Regions from separate parts of the Gasterosteus aculeatus genome. Here region 1 is linked to region 2. The links are chromatin contacts, called in public Hi-C maps. All regions are on one chromosome and are shown on one strand. Each heading gives the region's core, a stretch centred on a gene start, on an enhancer-like site or on the middle of the called end of the contact. The rest is flanking DNA. Distances are from core to core; before and after follow the strand shown. Region 1 holds the start of pdcd7 (programmed cell death 7). Region 2 holds the start of mex3b (mex-3 RNA binding family member B).

Region 1 (3,570 bases), core at 207-2,706, 910 kb after region 2:
GCTCCCGCTCCTGCCACACAAGCAGATCAATTATTAAGAAAGCTGTTAGTCATTCTGAATGAGTGAAATGCTTTCACTGTCATATATCTGAATAAAGATCCTATCGCCCGGTCATGATGGGGTTTGGTGTACAGCTCTTCTGCTCCCAAGTGGACAACATGTGTTATATTAGAGTCTTCTGGTGCACGGAGTTACCTTCTTCCTCTCCTCCACTTGTTGGACGCGCTGCATCCTCCACTTGTCTATGGCCGCCTCTTTGTCGTCGATCTGCTCCTCTCGGAGCTTCTCGTCCAGCTGGTGCAGCTTCCGGGCCCTCAGCAGCCGAGCCCTCCTCTTAGCGACGCGGGACAACTTCGCCTTCCAGCTATGGAGACGCTCCCCGAGGCGGAGGCGATCGAGCTCGTCCTGCAGCTCCGTCTTCACTCCCAGTGCCGTTGAATAAGAGTCCGCCCACGCGCACTCGTCCCCCGCGGTGTCCCTCAGCGCTTCGCAGGCCTCCGCCAGCCGGGAGACGAGCCGGGCGGCCCGGTGCAGAGCCGCCCTCGGCCCCGGGGCTCCGCTGTGCTGGGCCCGAGGGGCCCGGGCGGCCCGGTCTCGGCCTTGCAAGAAGCGTCCGATCCACTGCAGGTCCCGCCTCCTCTGTACAGCGGTTTCATCCTCGGGCTGCGTTCTTGTTTCCGGACTCCTGTCGCGGTTCTTCGCCTGCGGAGCGAACCGCGCATTGGCGAGCAGCGCGCCGCGCTCAGAGAAGTCCGTGTATTCGTGGTGTTGGTTGGGACCGGGCTCCGGGTCATAGCGCGCGGTCCCGGGACAGGCTCGGTACTGCTGGTGGAACGGGTCAAAGGTGGAGGCTCCCGCGCCGTCGAATGGGTGAATCGGCGCCCCGGTCGCCGCGTTGGGAAAGTGTGCAGGCGGCGGGCAGCCGAAGGGGGGCGGCGGGACGGAGGGGTCGAATCCATACGGAATCGGTCCTCCGAAACCCCCGCCTCCGTGAGACGGAGTGGGGAAGTCGCATCTAAACCCGTACGGGTGACCGGCATATCCCCGCGGAGAGGTCCAGTGTTGCGCAGCGTAGTCCGGCTGTGCCGCGTCGTGCGCCGCGCCGCTCGGTCGGCTGGCCGCGTACGACGTCTCCAGGTAGCCGCCATCACAGCCGAGAGGCTGCTGCGCCTCCGCCGGTGAGCGCCGGTAAACGTTGTCCATGCTGAGTGCGGCAGCACCGCGGGGACGGTTACAACGCGGACATTAGACGATCACCTCCTTCCTCTTCTTCTCCTGCGGCGCATCACTTCCGGCAGACTGGACCCGCTTTGACTCGTTGGGGCCTCCTACTGGTCCAGAATCGTCATTGCTGTTTTTTTTGCCTTCGGATACCTCCTTCGACTCCCAACGCGTGGTCTTTTGGGGGACACTCCAGCTGTATCATTCGGAGGACACAACTGCAGTGACGCAATCGTTCTGCGAGGGATGCAGCTGCTGGATTGAGACGCGGCCTCTCTCACGTATGTAGGCTTTCGCCTCAGGATCCGCCATAAGACCTCCAGTAGAAACACCTCCAAGAAAACGTGTGTTTGAAGACCCTGAACACGGGCATTTGCCATGTCAAACACGCGCATACATTTTGCATGATGACGTCACAGTGCATCGCGCGCTCGTAGTTACCGGTGGGCGGAGACACGCGCTGTGCGGAAGTGTGCGGAGCTGAAGTCATATGACCAGGCTCGACATGGGATCTAGATATGGATAAAATTCCTCGGAGACGGTGACAACATCCACGGCGAACACGGTAAAGGTGCCCAGACGTCCCGGGGACACAGTAAATCACGTCATATTCGGTCATTGACCGGGAAGCGCTCATGTTGATTCCATCGCGATCAGATGGTCTCGCTGAGCGTTAGCTGCTAGGCTAATGTTACACTTTGCCTCCACTGTGCATTGGATTCACGTTGGACGAGCATGTCCTGAAGGTGTGTCTTTGAATGTGTCCTTAGATGGAGGAGATTAAAGTGTCTCCGGACTACAACTGGTTCAGAAGCACAGTGCCCCTGAAAAGAGTAAGTACCCCCGGATTTGTAATCCAGCCGCCCGGTGCTTCGGGTTGTCTGGCGGCCGTGTTAGCTGGCGACTCTCAGCCGAAAGCGTCTGTTGTTGTCGTAGTTACGACAGCGGTGGGAACCCGATGGAGGGTATTATATCTATCTATATCTATATGTCTTTTTCGAAATGGTACCACTCTGTTTCCAAACGTCGCTTGGTGTTGAAAGAGGAAGTGAGCAAGTTGCTCTTTCTTTGAAATAAAGTTTGGACAAAACCAAAACATATTTGTCTTTGGAGCCTGTTTTGAGTAAACGCGTGTCGCACAGAATAGCTACAATAATATAAGGAAATATGTGGCTAATTGGGATTTAATCAGGTGGTAAAGCAGGGCAGTAGCTCTAGACACAGCGAGCACAGCGTCTCTCCTGGAGGTGTGAGGATGGAACCGTCCACGGTCACGGGTCACTCCAAAGAGCAGCCAGGTCAGCCTGTGACCACCACGACGAAGCCGGGAAATGATCAATTCAACCGACCGGAATGCAGAGATGGACATTGCCTCCAAGCCACAGTGAAATGTTGTTATAGCTAATTTATGAAACAAATTAATACCACAATCAAAGAGCGGAGAGCAGCCAGATGGGCTTGTGAGCACAGAGCGTGTTCTACGGAGCAGTTCAGAGGTCAGCTGCTTTCTCAAATAATACACAACGTGGACCCGATATAATAAGAATGTTCTCACCGTTACCAACACGGATGCAGCTTTTGCTTGACCTTGTGTATCCAGGGGGAACAATAATGCCAAGAAAAGTAAAAATTCAAAACATCTTTATAAAAGATGATCACAAATTGTACAAATCCGCAAAGGCTTTTTTCGTAATTGATCAATTGATATTAAATGAGTTATTAGTTAACAGGGTAGCCTGTTAGACCCTGCCGGTTCACTGTGACAGCTGACATGGGGCGTTACTATGGTTACCAACAGAAACAGGCAAGAGGATGCATTTAACATGAGGACCAGGTAGGACTCACGTTCTCTTCAGTGTTTCCTTTTTGATGATAAGGCTGTGCGTGACGACATTATCCTATCAGGCTGATAATAATGTTGCGTTTCGAGTTGATATTAAAAGTCCAATGAGAGCTTCAAACCTGCCCAATCTGAATTGTTTTTAAAATTGTTGTTCATAAAATCTGTTTGTGTCGAGCATTCATATTAAGAGTAGTACTGATACTTGATGTGATTTAGAGTCGTAGTGGGAGGAATGATGGTGATTCTGGTTGATCACCACAATAAAGCGCAGGCTCTGACAGCTAGGGGGGTTTGGAGAAGGCCTCTTTGTTTCAGAACGAAGGATATGTTTGGGATGCTAGCGCGCGCACACTAGATCTCAAGATCCTGCTGTCATCTGCTTGGGAAAGGAGCAGGTTGAGGTGTGTTTTTCTGTTTTAATCTGTAGAATTCCACTTAGCCATCTGAGAAAAGTGGCAATCTTCCACGCTGAGCTGCTCTGCTTGAGTGTAAATGTTAAACCAGGT
Region 2 (3,846 bases), core at 80-2,579:
GTCTCTCTCCAAAAGACTGGAGTCGATTTACCATTTCCTATTCGGGATAAGGCTGATTTTCAAAATAAAAGCCCTGTTGCACTCAAGCATCTCCTGTTTCCAATGGAGCAGGACCAACTTCCTCCCGCCTCAACGCTTTGGAATTGATCGATATCCCCTTTGTGCTAAGAAAGAAATCTTATGCAGAGAGACTTTCCCTTGTGGAATAATGCAGTCTGACAAACAACTATGTAGGAATGTACCACCATCACATTAGTTAAGTAACATGCTGCCTACAGTATTTTAATTGGTGACTATTATCTCATATCGACCTTTCAATTTACTGTAAATACTTTTACGGTTTTTTTGAGAATTGAATTTATTTAGTAGTAGACATTTTAATTGCAAAAAGTTTTTTTTTTTATTCAAGAGATGCCTTTTATAAAGCTTTGAACTGGTATGTTTCAGCAGATATCCATATCTAACAGTACATTGAAACTGAAGGACGTAAATGATTCAAACGTATTTTTGTTTAGTTTTGACTTTTGAAGATGATTTTCAACTCACAAAATGTTTGCTTTTATTTTTGCACAATAGACACAGAACAGTCTCCTGGACGAAGGTCCAACCGCCCCGTGACGACTATCTTCAGCCTGACAGAGCTAATGAATGAATGAGTTCTCTCATCTAATGATCTTCAAGCACCGACATTTCCTTTGCATTATGTCATCGATATGGTTTCCTCTGAAGCCTTATCTTGTTTAATGGCATTCCACACTGACTGACATATTCCTGTCGTGAAGCTCTCCTCCTCCATTGGCTTTGCATCAATTGTTTCAGGTTTGTTTGTTCTGACGGTGCTGCTTATTGCCGAGAGAAATTATCCTTCCACATGTTTCTCTGCAACCCCAACAAATGTAATTGGCCTTTTTACAGACGTATTTAATCACCTGCCACTGAGCACAACGTGTTTTGGGGTAATCCATACAATTTGCAGACAAGTTAAACGTGTCTGATTCAACAAAATGCCACTGCCCTGGGAGAACACAGCCTGATGTTAGATGAAACCTATCAATCGATCTGTTGAGATCTATTGATTAGTGCTGTTAATGTCTAATGATGTGACTTGTAGCCGACATTCACTAAAGGCTCTGCAAGTGTCCACAGTAAACGTGAGAACCGGCCGAGCAGTGAGGCACAAACAAGAGGCAACAACAAAGAAACTGGGGTTCTTTTAGGGCGGACCCGCCCACTTGCTGCCGCCCAGCCAATCAGCTCAGGGATATGCAAATGAGCTCACCGCACTGCATTGTCCCTGCCCCGACGACGACGTCATCCGCGCATCTCGCTGTCTGGCTCTGCAAAGGACTCAGACAGAAGCAACAGAGGAGCAGGGAGAAGCCAGCAGGGGGTGGGGGAGGGCTGGGGGGGATTTGGGAGGGAGTGCCCTTTGTCAGGAAGGGAGATTATTACTCTCTGGAATAAACAGATCGGGTTGGGTCGGACCGAGACCACCACTGTCCATTGGAAAACCAAGTGGCTCATGCTTGTTTTATGGCTGCTGCGTCTCTCTTCTTCTGTCCCATTGATCTGCAGAGCGAGTCCGCTCCTCTTCCCTCTCCTCCTCTTCTCCATTCACCCGCCTTCCTTTTGCCAAGATGCCCAGCTCGCTCTTTGCAGACAGCGGCGTCCAAGGAGATGTCCTGCAGACCGCCCTGAACCAGCTCTCCCTCCTCGTCTTGGACAACGACGAGGAGCCCGGTCACGACGGCCAAGAGGTCCGGGGAAGGAGCGTGAACATGACCCAATGCGTCCCGGTTCCCAGCTCCGAGCACGTGGCCGAGATCGTGGGCAGACAGGGTGTGTGTTTCTCCCTTCCTCTCTATGTCTCTGACATGTTTAGCAGTGGAACATCTCAGGTAGGAGCACGTCCTGATGTCTGCTCGTGTGGGACGACAGCATCTTTTTACCAGTCAACCAGACGCAGACGTTGCAGGTTTCACGCTGTTCTTCTAGAATACAGTCCTGTGGGCGCAGCGACACTCAAGCTGACTAAAAAAGTTACAAATTAGGTTACATTTTGTGTGCGCTAAATGGTAACATGGTCATATTGTGTGAGGTGCATTCATAAGTGTGCACGTGAAATGAAGCATAAAGGGACTTTTGGTTTGGGGAAAGTGGACAGTCCTTCCATTCAATGAGAAGACCACGCTGCAGCTCCAGAACCAGAACAAACACCTGCTCTTAGTCCACATGTCCGTCCTGGTTCATCTCTGGTTTGCCCATCAAATCCCTGCTCTATATTATGAGAATCCGCTAAACCAGATGGACATTGGCACATATAGCTGCACAAACTGAGACCAGCGACACGGTGCTTGTGCCATCGCCGCCCTTCATGTGGCATCTCTTCCATCCCTGCAATGCTGCTGCTGCTCCGAGGAAAAGTACAGCAGCACATCGCCCTCCACTGTAAAGCCTTCACAGGGGTCTGTTTAAGTAGAAATGAATAAGTGGATTAACCGTGACAGCTGCCATTATTCAAAACACGGACCCTTTTCTCATTCAACCTACATCAGCATGATATTAACTCATGCAAAATGTATGTCCGACATTTCATTAGAAGGCTGAGTTCACCCTCCTCCTCCTCCCTGGTTACATCACAATGTCCCAGCTGCCTTTGCTCGGCTAATTCTGTAGTTCCCACCGACGGCCTCATCATCATGAAGAAACGCTGTTGAAGGTATTGAAATAGTACTTTATGCAACAAAGCCAGAACAGGACGTCAAGAAGCCGATAAAGTGAGCAGCTGTTGGAGCTGCTGACCATATTTTAGCAAACAATCTTTTATTTTTGTATTATTTTGTTCCTGCTGTGTGTCGTTACCTTGGAACCTGTCCTCACGTCCACCTTTTGTATCCATGCTTCAGGTTGCAAGATCAAAGCGCTGCGGGCAAAGACCAACAGCTACATCAAGACGCCGGTTCGTGGCGAGGAGCCGGTTTTCGTGGTGACGGGCAGGAGGGAGGATGTGGCAATGGCCAGGAGGGAGATCATCTCTGCTGCTGAGCACTTCTCCATGATCCGAGCCTCCAGGAACAAAAATACCAGCATGAACGGGAGCAGCACCCCGGCCGCCGGACCCCCGAACCTGCCCGGAGAGACCACCATCCTGGTGCGGGTGCCTTACCGCGTGGTGGGGCTTGTTGTAGGACCCAAGGGTGCCACCATCAAGCGCATCCAGGAGCAGACCCACACCTACATTGTGACACCCAGCCGAGACAAGGAGCCGGTGTTCGAGGTGACAGGGATGCCGGAGAACGTGGACCGAGCTCGTGACGAGATCGAAGCCCACATAACCATGAGGACAGGGGGCGTTATTGAGCTTCAGGATGAAAACGACTTCCATGCCAACGGGACTGATGTGGGTTTTGACCTGCACGGACACGCCCCTCTGTGGTCTAAGCCCTGCTCGGGGAGGACCCCCAACTCAGTGCGTAAGCCCTTCTCCAACAACTGCAACCATTTGTCTTCCTCTCAGGGTAGTGCCTCCACAGATGCATTCTTTGGCAACGACAGCCCACGTATGGCCACCTACATCGGCCCCAGCGCCTCACTCAGCTACAACGATAACAACAACAACAACAACAACATAGATGTCAACACTCACAGCAATGGATTCATTTACCAAAATGAGCTGTCCTCGCCTGACTGCAGTAATCTGAGTTTGGATTCCTCCTCTGGGTTTGACACGTCGACCCTCCTTTGGTCCCAGTATGATAGTGGCATAGCCCCCTCCTCCACCGGCTGCAGCCCTCCCACCACTACCTCTGTCACTTTCCCCACCAACACCTCCACCAATTCCAATGG

The links. A called contact is a pair of places that touch in the nucleus more often than the background predicts.
Region 1: a contact with region 2 is called in a Hi-C map of skeletal muscle, with 9 times the contacts expected there. The contact joins the promoter of pdcd7 here to the promoter of mex3b in region 2. A contact is called at or near these places in 2 of 6 Hi-C or Micro-C datasets (skeletal muscle and tail fin).

Annotation. Positions count from the first base shown.
Region 1 is chr12:1,293,074-1,296,643 of fGasAcu3.hap1.1, forward strand. pdcd7 (programmed cell death 7) reads right to left here and starts at 1,457. Exons shown (of 5, transcript XM_040195983.2): 1 at 196-1,457; 2 at 1-10. The coding sequence starts at 1,203. spg21 (SPG21 abhydrolase domain containing, maspardin) reads left to right here and starts at 661. Exons shown (of 9, transcript XM_040196016.2): 1 at 661-1,786; 2 at 1,992-2,054. The coding sequence starts at 1,992.
Region 2 is chr12:384,106-387,951 of fGasAcu3.hap1.1, forward strand. It overlaps mex3b (mex-3 RNA binding family member B), which reads left to right and starts at 1,330. Exons shown (of 2, transcript XM_040202698.2): 1 at 1,330-1,839; 2 at 2,907-3,846. The coding sequence starts at 1,638.